Regions from separate parts of the Sus scrofa genome. Here region 2 is linked to region 1. Evidence: chromatin contacts called from public Hi-C data. All regions are on one chromosome and are shown on one strand. The core of a region is the stretch at or near the end of the contact, and the rest is flanking DNA. Distances in the headings are between cores, read along the strand shown.

Region 1 (7,746 bases), core at 1,531-4,030:
CACCAGGACCACAGCCTCCTCGATGCTCTGTAGATGGTGCTTCTTTATCTGGGTCTGGGTGTCCCTGGGCAGAATGGTCAGAAACTGCTCTAGCACCAGCAGCTCCAAGATCTGCTCTTTTGAATGAATCTCTGGCCTCAGCCATTGGCGGCATAATTCCTGAAGCTGGACAACAGCCTCACGGGGTCCAGCTGCCTCATGATAGAGGAAACTCCGGAAGTGCTGGTGAGACTTCTCAGGACTGAGACTGGCTGGCTGTGGGGCATAGTTCTTATGCTGACTGGCGCTCGCTGTCACAGGTTCCTTGCTCTCCCACAGAGGCCTGGTTTGAGGGCTCAAGTGCTCCGCCACCTTCAGGTCTACAGTCATCATGCTTTTCTAGGAATGACTGTGCTCCTGAGTTGGATGCCGCAACAGCAGCACTACTGACAACGGAGAGCCAGTCGAGTCTGGAACAAAATCAGTTAAAGGGTCTTCTTCCTAAGTTATTAAGGGGAGAAAAAAGCACAGGTCAATAGGAAAGTCACATGAACTTTACTACTTGCTACTTATCTGAGAGAAAATTGAACTTTACAAATCAACTGCCAGGCCCTTGTTGCTCACCTTTTCTTTCCATTATTCAACTGAATACAGCACAGCTAACTGAAGACAAATGACAATAAGTGACTTTGCTTAAAAAAAAAAAAAAATCAGAAGTGGTGGGTGGGTGAGAAAATTAAAAACTACTGGCTTCAAGGAGCTTGGGGAAGTAGCCAAAGATTTAATTAATCCAATTCATGTTTGATCCTCTCCAACTCGAGGAAAGATCAGGAGAATAATCTGAGTTTCTCATAAATTTCAACATGTTGCCCTAGCCTTTTGTGTTTAATATGAGGGTACAGCATCTACGACTCCTCAACCTCTTGAAAAGATGGAAGCCTTCACTTCCTGGAACATTTGAGGCATTCCTTTCCATTGCATGAATACCGGCAGGAGAGGTGAAACACTGCGAGCAGAGTAGAAGGAAAGTAATTGGGACAAATGGAAACTTACTCTTCTCAAAAGACATCTTCCAATTTTTTTTGTCTTTTTTTGCCATATGCTCCCGCAGCATATGGAGGGTCCCAGGCTAGGAGACTAGTCAGAGCTATAGCCGCCGGCCTGCGCCAGAGCCACAGCAACTCAGGATCCGAGCCGCGTCTGTGACCAACACCACAGCTGACGGCAACGCCAGTGATCCTTAACTCACTGGGCGGGGCCAGAGATCAAACCCGCGACCTCATGGTTCCTAGTCAGATTCGTTAACCACTGTGCCACGAGGGGAACTCCAACACCTCCCAATTAGGTAACTAGTTGCTTAATGCTCCTCTTGGCCTTTCCTTACAAAACACATCAAGAGCACGGAGCAGAAGGAGTTCCCTTTGTGGCTCAGAAGAAACAAACCTGACTAGTATACATCAAGATGCAGGTTCAACACCTGGCCTCGCTGAGTGCGTTAAGGATCGCATTGCAGTGAGCTGTGCTGTAGGTCACAGAGGAGGCTCAGATCCAGCCTTGCTATGACAAAGGCCGGCAGCTGCACCTCCTATTCCACCCCTAGCCTGGGAACTTCCATAAGTCAAAAGCAAAAAGCACTGGGCATAAAATTTATTTGTTTTATTTTTTCCAGGTTTTGTGATTTTTTTTTTTTGGGCCACACGCACACGTGCAGAAGTTCCCAGGCCAGGGATCCACCCCAGTGCCACAGCAGCCAACTAAGTAGCTGCAGTGACAATGCCAGATTCTTCGTATTCTTTTTTGGTGGTGATGGGGGGGGGCAGCGCCCACTGCCTGTGGAGGTTCCCCGGCCAGAGGTGGAACCCAGTTGGGACCTGCGCCACAAAACACCTTCCAGAATAGGACAGATTCTCAACCTGCTAGGCCACCAGGGAACTCCTAATACCTGTATTTTAAATTTCTCTTTAACTGACCGAGGAAAAACTACAGCTGACCTTTGTTCACAAAATGTTCATCCAAACGTCATGGGGCAACAAGAAGAGAGCATATGAGTTGGTCGTGATTACCTTCCTTCAAAGGTCCCTGAGACCTCTAAGCAAGGCGGAGAAGCCTCGTGAGCCGCACTTTCTCCGAGCTGTTCCGGCACAAACCGCACCGAAATTCTGTGCAGGATGCACGGTATTCACAAATGGGCGGCTCCTCGCTGCCCACCCGGCTCGGGAGGCGCGGGGACAATTCCCACGCTCCCGCACCAGCAGAAGCCCATCTCTCCGAGGCTGGACTGCCCAGTCCTCCCGCGGCACCGTCAGGCAGCAGAACAAACGCCGGCAGAGGCGGCAACGTGGTCCCTACCGCCCGGGCCGGGACCGCCACGGCGCGCCCGGGAGCACGGCGGCCGCGGGCGTGTCTGTGCGGGGTCCCACCGCGCGCGGCCCTGGGCGCCAAACGCGCCAAGGGAGGAAAGAGCCGCCTCCGGAGCCTGACGGCGGACTCGCCCGACACGGCCCGGCCGCCCGCAAGCGCCCCCGGCGTCTGTCGGGGCCCCGGCGCCGAAGGGGAAGCCGCTTCTCGGTTACCTCGGACGGCCTGGCTTCGCGGAGGCCGTTCTCTCTTCGGGCTCCGTCGCAAAACGCTGCCCTTCCGGCCACTGTCGTAAGGACAGTTCTCCGCCCGGCGCCCCTCAGAGGCCGCCCAGCTTAGTCCGAGGGCTCGGGGGCGCGGGTCCGGGAACCACTCCGGCTCACCCGGCCCCTCCAACCAACCTGAGGTGCTTCCCGCGTCGCGGTCTAAGACCCGCGCTTCGACCGGAAGCAGAAGCAGCGCACTTCCGGGGAGGGGCCGCCGCAGCCCGGCCGGGTCGGGCAGCGCCGCGGTTCGGGGCCCCGCGGGACCGTCAGTCTCCGGCCCGGGCTCAGCCCAGGCGGCGTGGACCAGTTATTGCCACCGAGTCTGCAGACCCGCCCAGCCTGGAGGGCGCTGCGCGCGGCTCTGCGCGTGTGTGGCGCCGTCTCGCCCCCAGCTCTGTCAGGCTCTTGCATCCCGGTCGTCCTAGTGTCGCATCCGGGCTGCGGGCGGAGCCTGGTAACCGGGACCTCGGCCTTGAGAGTCGCCATCCCCTTCTTTGCGCAGGGCCCTGTCCTTTCCGGGGCTCAACCGGCCGTGCCGGAGCGGTCGACCCGGGGCTCGTCGCAGCCTCCTGGATTAAGAGGCCGTTTTGTCCGGGCCAGCGTCGGCGGCCCCTGAGGGTTTGTAGCCGTGGCTGGGACATGCATGCTCACAACGATTTTTTTTTTTTTTTAAATTGAGGTTTTAACCTGTGAAATAAGTCCCATTTACAGTTCTCCTTCACAGAGAAATCGAGAGCTCAGAGTCATATAATTCACCACTGGTAGGTCTTCCAGTGGAATTTAGGTCCTATTTATCCTATCTTCTGCTTTTCCACCGCAGCATGCTTCCTAGAAGATGGGATCTTTCTTTTCATCCTGTTCCTGCAACGTCTGGCAGAGTCGCCTGGGTAAGACAGGCATTCCTGAAATATTTACTAAATCAGAGTTAGAAGAATCTGAGTGTTTCAGGTTGTTTGTGTTCTTCCAGCTGTCACTCTTTTCATAGTGTCAGCCTGTACTAGTCAAGGAATTACTCATTAAATCTATGTGTAGCCATTGTTACAGGGTTCACAGGACAAAAGGCATCTGGCAACAGGATAGAGCCAATTTCAGTGAGGCAAGGTAGAAAAGGGTGAGCCCGAAGCTGAATGCTGTGGGAATTCCAAGGGAATGAACATTAGGGAAAATTATAAAGAACCTTGAGGGTTTTGCCTACAGCAGTGGGTGGGGGCACATCCAGTTGCGCAAAGGGAAAGGGAAGAGCACAGCCTTGAGAGCTGCAGAGATGTGGGTGTGCGAAAATTCATAGTACTTTTTTACTAAATGTAACTGAGCTACATTTAGAGAGTTACAAGATAAGATCATCTGGTCATATTATGGAGTGCTTTGAATGGGGATGAAGAGATTGCATGTAATAAAGTAAATGAAATAAGGAGCATCGTTTGAAGGTTTGGGGGGGAGCTTCTTTCCAAAGCAGTTTATCTGGAGCTAAGTTTAAGGCGGGAAAAAAATAGGAGACCACTACCAGGTTATTATTCTATTTTAGCTTTTGGATAGACTCATGTTATACTCCTCTGAGGCAGAGATCTTGATCCTTTTTGAATGAAAGAAAAGGATTAAACAGAGGCGATAATAAGGCGTTCCCCCTGTGACTCGGCAGTTGAGAAACCCACATAGTAACCATGAGGACGAGGGTTCAATTCCTGGCCTCTCTCAGTGGGTTAAGGACCTGGCATTGCCATGAGCTGTGGTGTAGGTCACAGACGTGGCTTGGATCCCACATTACCATGGCTGTGGTGTAAGCCGGCAGCTGCAGCTCCAATTCAGACCCTCGTCTGGGAACTTCCATATGCTGCAGGTATGGCCAAAAAAACAACACAAAACAAAACCAAAAAAACACAGAGTCGATAATAATAAGCATCTGCCTGTGTCCCTTGAATATGTTTCAAAGTAGGTTCATTTCCTTAGCATCTCACTGTGGGGACTTAGTTTCTTCAAAAGTAACTATTGTTTCCAGTCTCTCAGGACCAGGGGACAGTCATGTTCTTAGCATTGAGATCTTCTTCTGGCCTAAGTCGGAGCATATGGTTGGAACTTGTTAAATCGAATAAATGAAGTTCTACCAGTTGTGTCCCAGGTGTCACTGGCAGGCCTGATTTATAATGTAGCCAGGGAGCTGCTTGGAAAAAAGGGGAGAAAAAAGTGGGAAAAGAGACTCCTTGAAACCAAGAAGAGGAGGCAAGGCACAAAATAGTGAACTGTGAGTGAGAGCCACTGATGAGTGGTGTTGTTCAAAGTTTGCTGCCAGGGAGTGCCCATCGTGGCTCAGGGGTAAGGAACCTGACTAGGATCCATCAGAACACAGGTTCGATCCCTGGCCTTGCTCAATGGGTTAAGGATCCGGCGTTGCCCTGAGCTGTGGGGTAGGTCACAGATTCGGCTCTGACCTGGGGTTGCTCTGGCTGTGGTGTAGGCCAGCAGCTGTAGCTCTGATTTGACCCCTAGCCTGGAAACTTCCATTGCCCTGGGTTCGGCCTTAAAAAAGTCAAAAAAAAAAAAAAAAAAAAAAAAAAGCTGCCAGAGTTGCTTACCTTTACTGTGGAGTCCACAAAAGCCCCTGGGGACTGGGGACTGGGACTGAATCCAAACCGCAGCTGCAGCAACGCTAGATCCTTTAACCCCCTGTGCTGTGCCAGGGATTAAAAGCCTTCCCTCTGCAGCAACCCAAACCACTGCAGTTGGATTCTCAACCCACTGCACCACAGCTGGAACTCCTGGAGTCTTTCATTTTGATTGCACTTTCCCCTGCTGGGGCAGTTTGAGAGATGGTGATTGTATAGCTGGGAAGCAGTGAAAGCAAACACGTGCAAAAGGAGACCGGAGGTGGGGCGGGGGGATGGGCTGAGGGTTTGGAATGGAACTGCTATAAAACTGGGTTGTGATGATCCCTGTACAACTATAAATGGAATAAAATTCATTGAGTTAAAAAAAAAAAAAGCAAGCAAAAACACGCAGTTTATTCTGAGAAACCACGCAACTGAGTGGGCGGAATGATTTTGCTGGGTGATTGTCTCAATATAATGGTGCTGCTGTTGCCTAACAAACTTCCTTTCCTCTTCCTTTTCCATTTACAATAGTAATTGCCTTGGTCAGGGCTGCCTCTTTTAGGAGGCTGCTTGATCTTACTCAGGCTGTCATTGGCTCCACACCCTAGTAACCATCATACTCCTTCAGGATCCTCTTAGTACTGTATAAACCAGCGCACATGCCTCGCAACAAATGTCAGAGGAAAGCTGATGGTCTGGACTCTTCTGGGTTTCTGGAGGGGAGGCTTTTGAGAATTCTGAAAGGAATGAAAGTCAGTCAGGCTCTGCCCTAAAAGAGGAAAAATAACTGAAATAACAATCATTTTTCTCATTTCTTTGACATACTTTTCTTTCTTCCTAGCACCTGGAATGGATAAAAGTGGCAGTTTTTGTTACTTCCCATGAGGGTGTGTATCTGGAGTGAGAACCATGAAATTCATCTAGAGTAGAACATTTTTAAAGACACAGAATGGCACCGGGCAGCACCACGAAGTCTACGAGAAGCATCTGAAGGTGCAGAGCTACAGAAGAGTGTGCGAACAGAAGGATTTCTGGGAAACACACGATCGGAAACACCAGCAGAGAAACCCTTTCAGCTTCTTCAAGCAGTGGGAAAATTGTCTTCATCAAATTAAGTACAGTCTATACCGAAGAGAAATCATATAAAGTCTCGAATATAAAAAGTACGTTACTGGAGTTCCAGTTGTGGCTCAGCGGCTTAGGAACCCGACCTAGTGTCTGTGAGGATGCAGGTTCCATCCCTGGCCTGGCTCAGTGGGTTAAGGATCCAGTGGTGCCACAAGTTGCAGTGTAGGCTGAAGATGCAGCTTGGATCTGGCGTGGTCATGGCTGTAGCATAGGCCGGAGGCTGCGGCTCTGATGAGATCCTTGGCCTGAAAACTTCCATATGCTGCAAATTTGCCCCCCACCCAAGAAAAAAGTACATTATTTAACAGTAAATGTAAATTTAGGAAAACAATCGCAAAGACAGATCTTTTTAATAATTTTTTAACTACTGTAACACTTTCATAAAATTTCTGGACTCATTTCTAAGAAGTGCCATGATTCTGAAACAGTAATGTCCTGAATATGAAAAAGTTTCAGTGAAAAACAACCTTTGAGAAAACGCCAGGAAGAAGATCTGAGAGTGAAAAGTGCCAGTAAGAAAGACATTATTTACTTATTTACAGGTTTACCTCGGTCAACATAAGAAACCCAATACGGCTTTGCCTTTGAGAATGCTGTATTAAATGCAGTAAAAGCTGGATTTCATTCGTACGGACCCCAGAACCAGCTACCTTTCTTCTTCACCTAGAGAGACGACACACCCTGAGTTCTGGCTCTCCCGACCGAGACCACTCTGTGCAGAGCAATCTGAGCACCATTTTCTTTTCTGGCAATGAGGTAAAGACAGGTGGTTTTGCAAGAGGAAAAACCACACCGCATCTCTGTTACACAGTCCTATTCTGGCCTGGCCTTCGAGGCTTTCACACTCCCTTCCGAAGCACCAGTTGTTGTTATTGAGATTTATCTTACCTGAGTCTGTTCTTCTTGTGAACACATCTCACTTTTGTGTCTGTCTTCCTTTTGTGTCTTTCCTGTATTTATGGAGAGTGTGCAAGCGTGTCTGTTATTCCTGACTGGTGCTACTGTATCTGCCAAGGGAGAGAAGACCTGTTCAGAAGGGGGTTCTGAAGACTGACCATCCACATCTTGCAGGAGAAACTGCTGGACAGGACTTTGGCAGTGGCTACTTTCTGAGTTCCTAAGACATTTACCGCCGGACTAGCACTTCTGTCATGAGCCCTTATCCCTTTCAGCCCATCCCTCTAAAATGCCTGTGCCTTTTGGGGCTCTGTGCTAGTTTCAGGCGCAGGAGTTTGCTTTGCTTTTAACTTTTTTTTCCAATTCTGTAAGGCTTTTCCCTTTTTATCCGTGTTGATTGTTTGAGACCAAATTCAGTATGAACAAGAGAGGGAAATATACAACTTTGAACTTGGAGGAGAAAATGAAGGTTCTAAGTAGGATTGAAGCTGGGCGATCTCTTAAAAGTGTCATGGATGAATTTGGAATCAGTA
Region 2 (7,746 bases), core at 2,703-5,202, 59 kb after region 1:
TCCCAAATGTCAGATTATTCCGCCCTGACCTGTGTCTGCGAATGTGTGGGCCTGTGGAACCTCAGGCATTCGTCCCTCCAGCACCCTTCATTTAAGGGGGTGTAAAGAGAGGGATGTAAGGAAAAAAGAGACTCAGAATGAAGATTCAACTGCAGACACTTCCTACCTCAACTTCTCTGCCTGTCTTCACACTAGAGGCTAGTTTGGAGTAAGGTTCTCCATGGTGGGGACCAGAGCACAAAATACCTAACTTTGCTTTCTTCCTGGAGCTTTTGTTCTGCGTGCATAATCCATCCGCTGGCACAGTTCACGGACCCTGTTTGTTTAGTGGGTCGCTAGGGTTGGTCATTTGTTATTCCCAATTCTCCCTCGCTAGCTTTCCATGAACAGCTTGGCGTATATTTTTCTTCCACCTCCCTATGTACCTATTTTTTTCCTGTTATTCCAAATGCTTCCAGAATGTGAACTATTTGATAACATTTGCAGTATTTGGCCATACGATCCTTTGGGAAACTTGTTCAATGTTTCATACCCAAAGCAATGTTTGCCATTTAAAAATGGTGATGATATAAAAGCGAGGTAATAGGGGTTTACTTGTATTTTAATTTATTTCATAACCTGCTGAGGCTATGAATTTTTCCATGTGAATGTCTATGTTTTTGCTTCATCCTGTCAACACATATAATCAATAAGCAATCTATAATAGGAATAGAAAAGAGTTTTATTCAAGCCAAACTGAGCATCATAGACCAGGAGACACAGATTTAAGAAGCACCTGAACTGTGTTCCACCAGACTACAAAATGGGGGAAACTCATATAGGCAGAACCCACAAAGCTCCACAAGTAGTCTGTCAAGAATTATAACTGAAGCTGGCAAGAAGTAAGAGTCTTGTTAATAAGTAAGGGCTGGTTGGGGTCCAAAATGGCTGCCTAGATATAAGGGGAGACCTTGGACCATTAAGTTGCAGCTGTCAGCTACTAGCAGATACTGTTGAGAGAATATCTTGAAATTGATACAGTTCAGCAAATTCAGTCTCTCAATGATGCAGGCACATGTCTGAAACTACATCGCAATGGCCACCCGGCTCTATGTTGGATGCCTGGACTACAGTTTTATATCTTGTCAGAACAAAGAATATCAAACATGGCAAGAAGTATATCCTTCAAGGTTTCACAAGAGACAGATTAGCATGCACACAGCTAGCTGGCAGGACCCTGGTGGCTGGGAAGGGAATCTCATCGACAAAGGAGTGCCAGCATTGGTGCTGTAGGGGTGGTGTGGAGGACGGGAGGTGTCACTATCTTCAAGGTGGATATTCTAACAATCTGGTAACCGTATTCTTCCTTTTTCAATGGGTAAAGCAGATGTATGTTTGACAGGCTGTTCTCATTAGCATCAAGTTCAAGCCATTATGTGTAAGCCAGAATGACTTTCGCATACTTCAATAGGTGATTCCTTCTATAAGTATATAAAAATGGTACAGCTCCTTTAACTACTTGCTATGTGGAATCTAGATACTGCTTAGTTGTTTGTAGCACTTCTTCAGAAATATTTTACATACTAAATATTTGTATCTGTTAGGTGAAATTTTCCCTGATGGTTTTTTAAATTGAGATATAATTCACGAACCATAAAAATTACCCTTTTAAATATACAATTAAGTGGGTTTTAGTATATCTACAATGCGTACAAACAACACCATTAATTCCAGAATATTCTCATGACCCTCAAAACAAGCCCTGTGCCCATTAGCAGTCACTTGCCATTCCCCTGTGCCCTCAGCCCTGGCGACCACTAACTTACATCACTATGGATTTGCCTGGTCTGGACATTTCATATAAGAATCACACAATATGTGCTCCTGTGTGACTGGCTTCTTTAGCTTAGCACAATGTTTCAAAGTTCATCCATGTTGCAGCATCTATCAATGCTTCTTTCCTTTCTTATTGCTAAATAATAATCCACCATATGGATATACTACATCTTCTTAATCTGTTCATCATTTGATAGACATATGGCTTGTTTTTACTTTTCACCTATTATGAATAATGTTGCTATTCACGTATGAGTTTTCATTTCTCTTAGGTTTACACCTAGGAATGGAATTGCTGGGTCACATACTAACTCTATGTTAACATTTTGAAAGACTGCCAAACTGTTTCCAAAGTAGCTTAGCATCTTTTCAGATATTTACAATCATTTAGTTTTCTTCCTCCTGAAATGACCTTGTGGCCTTTGCCTTCATCTTTGGTCAGTTAGCAGGAGCTTTCTGTACGATGAGAAAGTCTAATTTCTTCATCTGGCTTATCATTTAAAATCACATGCCATTCTGTTGCTTATCTTTGTTAATATTGTTTTTAAGTTTTTTTAGGGAAAAATAAAAAGTTTATATTATACTTTACAGCACCTCAGTTTCCTGTTCTGCCTCAACATTAAACTTAATGGTTCTCCTAACTGTTCTTTCATTGGTTATTAAACTCCTTTTTTTTTTTTTTTTTTGTACGTGAAGACAGGAACCTTACTTCTTTCCTAGAAGAACAGACAATTTTTGCTAGGATCAAGCTGAAATGCTACCTTTTCTTACAAGGTCCACATATATTCAGATCAATTTACTCGTATTTCAAACTACACTGCTGTGATTAAAAGAGGGTTTTGCTTGTTTTGTTTTTTGGATTTTTTTTTTTTTTTTTAGTAACTCTGGTATCTGGAAAGGGAGATATTCTTGACTTTTTAAAAAGTAAACTGTGTGGCAACAAAATTTTTGTGGCAAAACTGTGGGAAAATTTTTTGTTGCCACACAGTTTTGACACTAGTGTCTTTATAACATATTTTAAACCATGGTCCAGTGAATCATCTATAGTTAGCCTTAAGAAATGGGATGCATTCATATTTTCACCTTCATCATCCTCCCTGAGGCAGGTGTTACATGGAGGTACCTGAAATGAGGCAGGAATGAGGCAATCCCTGCCCTTGCGTTGTCCCAATCCTGATCTATGACTTACCAGGGAATGAACCGAGTATAACAATACAGAAAGAAAGGATGCTGTTAGGCGCCGGCTAGACACTGAAACTGAGGTCCGACACGGAGATGGACGACTAGGATTTCTTAGAAAACAACATGACCAGGAGTTCCCGTCGTGGCTTAGCGGTTAACGAATCCGACTAGGAACCATGAGGTTGCGGTTTCAATCCCTGCCCTTGCTCAGTGGGTTAACGATCCGGTGTTGCCGTGAGCTGTGGTGTAGGTTGCAGACTCGGCTCGGATCCCGCGTTGCTGTGGCTCTGGCGTAGGCTGGCAGCTACAGCTCCGATTGGACCCCTAGCCTGGGAAGCTCCATATGCCGCGGGAGCGGCCCAAGAAATGGCAAAAAAAAAAAAAAAAAACAAACAACAACCATGACCAGTGCAAACCGCAGAGTAGAAGTAGGCAAACAGGTGAGGGGAACGTCGCTCAGCTTTGACCTACGGGCCACTCTTGCCCGAAGGGACGGCTGTAAAAACACCCCAGGCCCAGCAGAGGTCTTGACCCATTACACACTCCGCAGTATTTGGATACACCCGAGATGCTGCGGCGGAAACTGCAGCACCCCCCCGCAAACCTTCCGGTCCATGAGACAGTCCACTTCCGGTCGAGATCCGACCCTACTCCGCCCCAACCGCTGCGACTGGCAATCCCCCGTTGGCTGTTTGGAGTCGAACTACACTTCCCACCAGCCCCTGGAGTTTACATCGTCCTACCTGGATTCGTGCCAGCCTGTCACGGAGACCTGGAGCCAGCTTTCTGTTTTCTGAAGCCCCCGTACAGTAGCAGATAGAGCGGCTGCTGCCAACCCGGCCTCCCTGCCGTCCTGAGAGCTCCGCCGCCGGCCTCGAGCCTCGCCTTCTCTGGCGCAGAACGCCCGCTCCAAGCGAGGAGACCAGGCTTCCACGCCGGAAACGAGGCACCGGGCGTGACGTCACGGCTGCCGAGGCGCCCGGCCTCCCAGAAGGCATCGCGTCCCCGTCGTCCTCCCCAACTGACGGCGGCGAGCACCAATAGTTGCCGGCCGGTTGGGAGGACACTCCGAAGGGCGAGGGGTGGGTTTGGCCTCTCGCGCCTAGTTTCCCAGTTTCTTCTCGAGTCTGGGTCTCTGGGCTGTCCCGAGCGATCGCCCACGGGCGGCAGAACCTCAGAGGTGAGGGACTCCGGGAGGGCGGGAAGTAGGCGGAGGCGGCCGCGGAGGCGGCGGCTGAGGCGCGGAGCGTGGTCCATTGCAGGGGGGGAGTCTGACGGGAATAGGTAGCCGGGAGCGCACCCTAGGCAATGCCGCCAACTGGGCTTTGCGGTAGAGCTGTCCTGGGCCAGTGGGAGAGGCTGTAGAGTGGGTCCGGCCCAGTGGGCCCCGCTGGATTGTCTCCTGCCGTTCTTACAGGGCTTCGAGGGCGGAAGGGCGTTAACAGGCTACTTGTAGACACCTCACTCGGCCTTGCGTTTGCCCCTTGAGCCGTCAGCTACCCCCGAAAGGGCGTCTGAGGGACCTGCGATCCCAGGGGCTCAGTGAGGCCAAATTCAATGGCCAAGCTGACTTCTAAGCAGATGCCCTCGGTTTTGAACCCCAGATTTCCTGTCTTCTAGTTCCTTGCTCTTTCTACAGCATGAATTAACCCGTTCTTCCCAGTGGAGTTTGCACTTCATATTCTCGGGAGGATGGCCCTTGGTCATTTGCCTGATGCCATTGCTCCCTTCTGTTTGAATCTTGAGGTTGGGACATCTTATGCTTTCATTCTCAGTATATTCGTTTGAGGCCTTGCTAAGAGTATCAGGTTCAGGGATCTTCCTTTCAGTTGTGAGTTCCCTACCGCAGCTTATCTTTCCTTTAGATCTCTCGTGGCCTCACTACCCAAGACACATACTGGGATGCAGGCACGCGCAGCCTGACCCGTGATTTTTCTCATCTCTTGTGTGTGGCCATCTGATAGGTTACCTCCAGTAAGAAGTGGCTTTCAAAGCTCTGCAGAAACAACTGTGGCATGTGATTTCAAGGCACGATGGCTGCAAAAGTGGTTCCTATGCACCCAAAGCCAAAGCGGTCCTTTGTTCTGAGAGTTCCTCCCAACTCCAAGCTGGGCCAAGACCTACTTCGAGATGCTACTAGTGGGTCCAAGACCATCCACCAGCTGGTTCTGGAGCACTTTCTCACCTTCTTGCCCAAGCCAAGCCTAGTTCAGCCCAGTCAGAAAGTCAAGGAGACCTTGGTTATTATGAAGGATGTGAGCTCCAACCTTCAGAACACAGGTAAGAAGCACATACTGTTTCACCAGAAGAGAAGAGCATGGTACTGGGGGCTAAGCTAGGCTTCCATGTTAGTAATGAATTCAAGTTAGGGTGGTGGGTGTCAGAAAAAAGGAATTGATTTTAATAAGTCAACATGCTAGAGTTTTCTCATGGAGCAGAGGGTTAAGGATCCGGCATTGTCACTGCAGTGTCTTGGGTCAAGAACTTCCACAAGCCATGGGTGCAGCCAAAAAGAAAGTCAACATACCAGGGAGAGGGAGTATTTTTATTTCAAGCTGGAGCTTGAGTGGTTTGCTGAGTGTGTGTAAAGCCATAGGATAAACAGTGTACATCTTTTCTGTAGGGGTAGTTTTACCCAGACATTCTGAGAGCAATGGGGAGTATCTTTTGGGGTTAAAGAAATGTAGATGAAGTATTGAATTAACTTCAGCTTGTGTGGAATTTTGAAAACTCGTTTGCTGTGGGTGTCTTCAGACTTTGCCTTTCCCCAACTTTTAGTAGTAAATTTTAAAATGCACATAGGGAGTCATCCTCTATCATCATATTGAGGAGACCCCATGTAGGTTCAAGACCCTGTGGCTTGATCTCTGACCGGGCTATTGGGAGCAGAAAAAGCTATGAGTTACCTATCAAAGGAATGAGGACAGCCTGGTTTCAAGGTTGGTAGTCTCCTCATTAGAGTCACTATTCTATTAACTATTGTTTCCCTTTTCCCTAGTGCAACCTCATCCTTTAGTGAAGCTTCTACCCAGAGAAGGAATCCAGCAGAAACAGGAGACAGGGTCTCCGTGTTTGAAAGCTCAGCCCGAGGTAGGTTGAGTTCTCCTGTTCACTGTTGGTATGTGTTGCTTTCTCTGCCCTTGCAGCCCTCCCATGTCTAAAAACACACTCTTGGGAGTCAGCAGGAAGATTAGGCTCATTCTTCGCTGCCTCCTTGGACATTTGTCTTCTGGTTTTCCTCTGACTCCTCTCTGAGCCTTGCTTTCCTGTCTGCCTGGAATTTATAGATCCCTTTCATCATCCCTTCCCTGATCTTTGGGTCTCAGCCTTTCTGAACAGCAGGGCTGTCAAGAAACCTGTGTTACTAACAGGAAGGGGGCTTGCTGCTTTTTCAGGAGCTGGTGGTCTTTGAGGATTTGAATGTATTTCACTCCCAAGAAGAATGCATCAGCCTGGATCCTGCTCAGCAGCGCACCTCAGAGATGGAAGAAGACAATATTGGGGAGATGATATTACTAGGTAAGAAATCAAGGTCCTTGTGTGTTCAGATTAAAGGCTGTGGGGAAAGCATGTTCTATTTCATCTCAGGCTTTTTTGAGGCCTTCCCCCCCCACACACACATTTGATTTTTGTTTTATCCTATGTGGAAGAGCCTCCAGCTGTGAGTGGCCATTTTCCTTCTATCTTGGAGGCAGCAAGAGTGGAGGGGACTTCTCTTGGTGAGCGAGACCTGAGCCTGATGTATTACCATCAGACATTCAAAGAGCTAGGTAGAAAGTTCAGATATACTGTTTCTGAATCCATTTTCTGCATCCAGTGCTATCCTCCCAACAGATATATTTTACATTAGTGTTTTCATTAGATGCGTGAATTCTAATTCTTTTAAGCCTTTTTTTTTTTTTTTTTTTTTTTTGATGTTCAATAGCTGTAAAGCCTACTAGTATAAGGGAAAATATATCCCACTTAGCACTTACTAAGCACTTGTGTGCCAGTATGTACTAGATGCTATTCTAAGTACTTGGCGTACGTTTATTATCTCATGTAATTCTCACAGTAGTCCTTTGGGCCATAGGAATTAGTACTTACAGATGAAGGAACTGAAGCAGAGAAAAGTTAAAAAATTGGCTAAAGGTCACATGGCAGTAGGTGATGGAGCAGGGATTTGGATTCAGGGACTCTAACATCAAAGCTTACAGTCTTGGCCTACAGCTGTCTGCCTCCTTGCTGCATTTCTTATAATTTTGTCAGTGAATTTCCTACATGGTTGGTGAAAGGGGCCTTTGAATTTACTCATTTCCCAGTAATGGTTACCAAGTGTCCTCAGTGCTGCGTACAGACTCATCTGGTAGCAGCTTCTCTGTGAGCTACTTAGAGATGTTTCAACTTTTTCCTAGAAATATACTGCTACCCTAGAGCCAGGAGCCCTCAGAAATAATTTTGCTGGGTGCCTAATACGTTTTACCTTGCCTTCAGGACTGTTTGGTTCTGAGGCTGAAATGGAGCAAAGAGTAAGTTTTATGAGTTGCTTGAGATGAAAGAAATCTATAATGATGATTGAACTCTTGTCATACACTGTGTGGTCAGGGTAGCGGGATATAATGGGCCTGGTTCACTTCCCATGATTATTCTAAGGAATATTTTCTTTGTTTTAAGAAAAAGTATGAACAGATCAGATTAATTATACCGAGTTTTTTTTCTGAGTTTTAGGCAAAGCTAGCATTTATTTTGAGTGCCTGATTGGTGGGTATG

Evidence for each region. Hi-C and Micro-C count contacts between places; a contact is called where the count stands out from the background.
Region 2: a Hi-C map of fetal skeletal muscle shows a contact between it and region 1, with 2.3 times the contacts expected there. A contact is called at or near these places in 3 of 47 Hi-C or Micro-C datasets (alveolar macrophages, fetal skeletal muscle and psoas muscle) and 1 of 2 datasets of targeted methods (alveolar macrophages).

Annotation. Positions count from the first base shown.
Region 1 is chr3:38,890,888-38,898,633 of Sscrofa11.1, forward strand. It overlaps LOC100517149 (zinc finger protein 75D), which reads right to left and starts at 2,781. Exons shown (of 8, transcript XM_021088107.1): 1 at 2,553-2,781; 2 at 1-480. The coding sequence starts at 372. LOC110260094 (a long non-coding RNA gene) reads right to left here. Exons shown (of 3, transcript XR_002342930.1): 2 at 7,205-7,323; 3 at 5,585-5,925.
Region 2 is chr3:38,948,711-38,956,456 of Sscrofa11.1, forward strand. It overlaps ZNF263 (zinc finger protein 263), which reads right to left and starts at 3,953. Exons shown (of 9, transcript XM_013995720.2): 1 at 3,741-3,953. ZNF200 (zinc finger protein 200) reads left to right here and starts at 3,982. Exons shown (of 5, transcript XM_021088110.1): 1 at 3,982-4,177; 2 at 4,962-5,277; 3 at 5,996-6,087; 4 at 6,393-6,516. The coding sequence starts at 5,031.